Linked DNA regions of Urocitellus parryii: region 2 is linked to region 1. Evidence: chromatin contacts called from public Hi-C data. All regions are on one chromosome and are shown on one strand. The core of a region is the stretch at or near the end of the contact, and the rest is flanking DNA. Distances in the headings are between cores, read along the strand shown. Region 1 holds the start of Reps1 (RALBP1 associated Eps domain containing 1). Region 2 holds the start of Ect2l (epithelial cell transforming 2 like).

Evidence for each region. A called contact is a pair of places that touch in the nucleus more often than the background predicts.
Region 2: a Hi-C map of muscle shows a contact between it and region 1, with 3 times the contacts expected there. The contact joins the promoter of Ect2l here to the promoter of Reps1 in region 1. A contact is called at or near these places in 2 of 2 Hi-C or Micro-C datasets (liver and muscle).

The regions. Positions count from the first base shown.
Region 1 is chr8:25,926,296-25,929,084 of mUroPar1.hap1, reverse strand. Reps1 (RALBP1 associated Eps domain containing 1) reads right to left here and starts at 1,513. Exons shown (of 19, transcript XM_077801722.1): 1 at 1,035-1,513. The coding sequence starts at 1,187.
Region 2 is chr8:26,076,026-26,079,101 of mUroPar1.hap1, reverse strand. Ect2l (epithelial cell transforming 2 like) reads left to right here and starts at 1,424. Exons shown (of 20, transcript XM_026391905.2): 1 at 1,424-1,525. The coding sequence starts at 1,424.

The sequences.
Region 1 (2,789 bases), core at 264-2,763:
CCCAAAGTCACAATTTTACTTGACAAGAGATGAAGTCAAAGACCCAGGCCTCAAGACTACTGCAGTCCACTGTATTACACCTATGTGTCTGGCTTTCAGTTTTGGAAATCTGAAAAACTGGTTTGGATCAATGAAAGCTTAAAACGTGTTCTAGACGTGTAGTGAGACTCTTACTAGCAGCTATGAATCATTAAACAGTAACATTGATGTTCACCACATACACTAGATAAGAACTTCTAGGAAGCCTCCTGCTTTAAAAACAGATACGGTAAAGAAGCCTTAACTTACCCTGCTTACCTCCAAGGCTACAGACTGAAGCAAGCATGCACATTCCACTTCAAGCTACTGAATACTTACCTCCCAACCTAAATCCACAAATTTCAACAAATATAATCCAATGTCCACTGGAAAACACTGTCCAGTTTACATCAGCCACACGTTCTATGAATACTTAAAAGTTTTTTTTTTTTAAATCTACTTGTAAACAATTAGCTGAAAGTTCGAATTTCTTAATTTCCCTAAGAATTGTCTCCTTTTAAAAACTGCTTTTTATCTTCTTAAATCTACAAAAATCACGTTATGAGGTCGTCAGGGTTAATTCAAGAATTAAAATAACATTTCGCCTATATTGGTAACCTACCCCGCAGGAACCGAAGAGCTATGCATGTACCAGAATCTAAGATTCAAACACATTAACTACCCAAGATTCTTCATGGTAAGTGTTCTTCCAGTGCTTGGAAAACAAAGATTCAGGAGCAGTCAAGGGATGAGGGGTCAGGGCTCCTCAGACCATTACCTCCATAGCAGGAGTTTCTTCTAATTAGGAACGACCCCTCCCCCTCGGCCGCAGCGCAAGTCGCGGCCACCCGGGCACCTGCGGCCCCTGCCCGCAGCTGGAAAGCTGGGGGAAACCTGCTCACCACCAGCCCTTCTGGAAACGGCGCCCACTCCCACTCCCGGAGGAAGGAGGTTGGAGGCCCGAGCCGCGGGGAAGCTACCCTCGGCGGCCAGCCAAACCCGGGACGCGGCGTTACCTGGAGGACCACGTCGTTGGGCAGCTGCGCGGCCCGGAACAGCTCCAGCACCCGCCCGTTGACTACCACCTTCTTGGTGCTCTCAATGTCGCAGTAGGAGAAGAGATCCGAGTAATATTTCTGCTCCGCATCGCTCAGCGTTAAGCCTTCCATCTTCGCCTCCGGCTCGCGGCCGCCCTGCCCCGCCCCGCATGCAACACCCGGTACCCGGCCCCACGACCCCGGGCCGGCGGGTCTGCGCGTGGCTGCGCGGCCCGGCCTCCTCCTCGGTCCCCGCAGACGCCCGGAGCCTCAGCCCCGGCCTCTGGCGAGCCGGCTGCGCCCAAGCAACAGGGCCCGGAGGTCGCGAGGAGGGGGCTCGGCTGGGCTCCGCGCGCCGCCGCCTGCGAGGCCCCGCGCAGTCCCGGGCTAGGCACCGCGCGCGGCCCCGGCTCCAGCAGCCGCGAAGCGCGGAGAAGGAGGCGGGGGCCGCGGCGGCGCGAGGCACTGGCGGACTCAGCCACCGCCCCCGCCGCGGGTTCGAGGTTCCCCGCTCCCCGCCGCTTCCCCAAGACTTCCCGCCTCGGCTTCCCCTTCCGTCCACGCCCCCGGAGCGGCAGCACTTCCCGGAAAGTTGTGGGGCTTCGCGTCTAAAGTTTCGGGGGCTCTGGGCTGAGCGTGGCCGCCGCTCCGCCTCCCTCCGCCGCCATTTACAGAGCCCCGGCCCTGCCCCAACGCGCCCGCACCAACACTGACAGCGGCGGCCGCGTTCCAGACCCGGATGTGAGGCCGGGAGGAGAGAGCGCGAGAGGGAGAGAGAAACACCCACCGGGCTGGCTCGGCCGCTCCCGAGAGAGCGGGCCGCAGCGCCCCCTGGTGGCCGGAGCCCGGCGGCGGGAAGGCCAGCCGCCTCGCCAGCCGCCTCAGAGCCCGTTGGATGAGATCCCTGGGAGGGGGACACCTGGGGTATCACCATGCTAGAGCTAGAGAACTTAGATATGGGTCGCAGTTTTTATATTTCGAAGCTTCTGGCACAAAGCATTTAACAAACATCTGAGTGGAAGGGAAGGAAATGTTATTCAGTTTATTATTTGTATCTTTCTGATAGCAGAAGTTGCTGCGGATGATTCTCTGCTTTGAAGGATTATGAACATCCCGTGGATGAGGGATCCGTAGATGAGGGAAACTTCCTCATATGAAGACCACTGCAGAGATTCGGTTCCTACTCTTGATCCAAGTCTGAAAAACAAAATATGCCGAGTAGCTGGGGGAGGGTGGCAACTGGCAAGATTTTGCTCTTTGTACAAAGCCATTCTGGTCATTAGGACTACTGTACTGGAAAGTTATACCATTACCTTTATAAACCTGCGTGGGCCTTGAGCAGAACACTTTCCAGGATGGAGGAGGGGTCCTGGGTTTCACTGCCTGGTAAAAAGCATTCGGAGTGGTGTGTGAGCCCCTCCAAACAGATGCATACTCCTCCTTGGGGACAGGAGCTCAGAAAGACATGGAAACTTTGCAAGAATGGAAGCTGTGTCACCCCCAGAATACTGGGTGGGCTGCGGGGGTGGATGGTTGAACTGTTTACAAGGGAATGATCTTTTTTCTCTATCTGTCACTTAAATTTATATTTCCAAGTAAGAAGGGAAACAAATACAATTAAGCATGTAGGCCCTTTGAGGTCAAGTCTAATTTATTTCCAATATATTTCTAGACATACCAATATTTAAAAGTGACATCATAAGAAAGATATTTTAAAACAGATGGTCTATATTA
Region 2 (3,076 bases), core at 175-2,674, 150 kb before region 1:
TTGTGTGGGGACATAGTGATAAAGTGGCTATCCATGAGCTAAGAAGCCAACATTGATGGCACTTTGTTTTTTGGAAATCTAGCCTCCCAAACTGGGAGAAAATAAATTTCTGTTTTTTAAACCACTTGGTCTGTGGAATTTTTTTTTCTTTTTTTTTTTGGGCAGACCCAGCAAACTAATATAGTACTCATTAAGCTGCACCTAGATTCTTGACCCTCAGGACTTTGAGGTTATAAATGCTTGTCATTTTGTTTTTTTTTTTTTTTTAAAGAGAGAGTGAGAGAGGAGAGAGAGAGAGAGAGAGAGAGAATTTTTATTTTTTTTATTTTTTATTTTTTTTAGAGAGAGTGAGAGAGGAGAGAGAGAGAGAGAAAGAATTTTTAATATTTATTTTTTAGTTCTCGGCGGACACAACATCTTTGTTGGTATGTGGTGCTGAGGATCGAACCCGGGTCGCACGCATACCAGGCGAGCGCGCTACCGCTTGAGCCACATCCCCAGCCCAATGCTTGTCATTTTGAGCTGTTAAACTTTGGAGTAATTTGTTATGCAGCAATAGATGACTAATACATGAACCTAATTTCCCCCTTTATATCCTCTCTGACTTATGTCCCTAAAAGATGGGTAGGTAGGGTGTCCTGTTTGAATACTTCAAATTCTTACTTTCCAAGGAAAGAAAAAGTCAGTCTTCCTAGCAGATAACAAACCATGCTATGGGTTGAGGATATAGCTTAGTGTCAGAGCACTTGCTTAGCATTAGGCCTCAGGTTCTATCCCCAGCCCCTCAAAAACAAAATTATACCAATGTCTGAGTTATTAATAGCATTTTCTGAAACATATTCACTACTCTTTCATTTTCCCAGCAAAGTAAAAAAAGAACTTTTGTTTAGGTTCAGATTTGTTTGCAAGTAGGTAAGGCCAGAATAATTGCAGTGATTAAGAATCCATGGACTCAGTGTATATTTATGTGGTTCATCCTCTGTGTGTGTATACATATACATATGCTTCCATGAACTATAATTTTATAAACAGTTTATACATACAAAGGGATTATTCTAATTCTAAAATATATGTTCTAATTCTAAAACTCCTACTGGGACAGCATTAATGTATTAAGTGTGTACAGTACAATTATACATTATAATTTTTCTTTCTTTCTTTTCTATTTTGTTTTCCAGTATTAGGATTGAATCCAGGGGCACTTTGACATTGAGATATATCTTTGGCCCATTTTATTTTTTATTTCAAGACAGGGTCTGGCTAAATTGCCCAGGCTGGCCTGGGACTTGCAATCCTCCTCCCTCAGCCTCCTGTGTAGTTGAGATTACAGGGGTGTACCACTGTGCCTGCTGTATTGGATTTTTATAAGTTGGCTTAAATTATACATTTATTGAAATGTACCTGTAGTTCCTAGTTTGCTGTGATGTCAGTTGGGGATTCTTCCTGGAAAACCCTGGAAATGGAGAGCTTGAACACGAGGTTCAGCGCCTGGACACCTTTTAGCAACAAGTCGCTAAATAGACAGGTGAGTTACGTGGTGAGTTACAAATAGTGAGTCTTATGTTGTCATACTTTTAAAGAAAATCCTCTAAAGAATTTAGTTTTTGAGTCAGTTTAAACAAAAACAATTCTAGCTTTGTTGCAAGTCTCCCAATCTGCCTCCCATCTTATTCTGTGCTTCCAGAGACAAAATAGAGACCCCCAGGACACCTGTGGTTTGCGGTGATGGGGAAGGAGAAGGAAAGAAGATGCTCTGGGTGGTGGTGGTGAGGGTGTGTGCGTGTATGTTTCACTGTGTCCTTAATACTCCTTCTCTCTGGTGCCCACCATATGGTTCTATGTGGCCTGGCGATGCCCGTCCCTTGAACAGTAATTCAGGAAGAAGTCATCGAATGGTGGAGGGCAGTCTGCAAGGCATTAATGGAGCTAGCACAGGGGTCCTCAGAGCTCACGTGGGCTCAACTTCTTTTACAAGGGAAGAAGAATAGACTGGCTGGGGTTAAAGCCTGACCTGTAATAAAGACAGTGAGTTTGCACATGCCTATCTAGCAAAGCTGGCCTGGAACCCAGTTTTGGGGACACTGGTCTTTGGGAACTCTGTCTTAGAGACACAACTAACAATAGCATTTTACAATAATTATTCACGATCAGTTTCATGAGTGTTATGAAGATCCATGGCTATGGATCAATAAAGTCATATCTACTTAAATGAATCTATTTTAGCAATGGAATGAGTGAGACCTATATGTGTTTTCTTTTTTTTTTTAATAATTAGAAAGTTATTTTTATTGATTCTTTTTAGTTATACATGACAGTAGAATTGTTTTGATAAAATTACACATGCATATTTATATCTTATTCTAATTAGGACCCCATTCTTCTGGATATACACAATGATGAATTTGCTTAGTTTTTTTCATTTATATATGTGTGTGTGTGTGTGTGTATATATATATATATATATGAAAATAATGTCAGATTCATTTCACTGTCTCCTATTCCTATCCCCCTCCCTTCCCTGCATTCCTCTTTGTCTAATGTACTGAACTTCTCTTCTTCTCCCGCTCCCTTTTTTATGTGATTTGGCTTCTACATATCAACAAAAATATTCAAACTTTGATTTTGGGGGATTGGCTTATTTCAGTTAGCATCATAGCCTCCAGATTCATCTATTTACTAATAAATGTCATAAAGTTATCCTTTATGGCTGAGTAATACTTCATTGTGCTTATGTACCACATTTTCTTTATCCATTCATCTGTTGAAGGGTACCAAGTTTGGCTCCATAGCTTAGTTATTATGAATTGTGATGCTATAAACATTGATGTGGCTGTGTTATTGTGGTATGCTGATTTTAAATCCTTTGGATATATGCTGAGGAGTGGGATAAATGGGTCAAATGATGGTTTAATTCCTAATTTTAAAGGAATTTTTAAACTGCTTTCCAGAGTAGTTGCATCAATTTGCTGTCCTACCAACAATGTATGAGTGTACCCTTTTTTTCCATATCCTCTCCAACATTTATTGTTGCTTATATTTTTTGATAGTTGCCATTCTGATTGGAGTGAGATGAAAT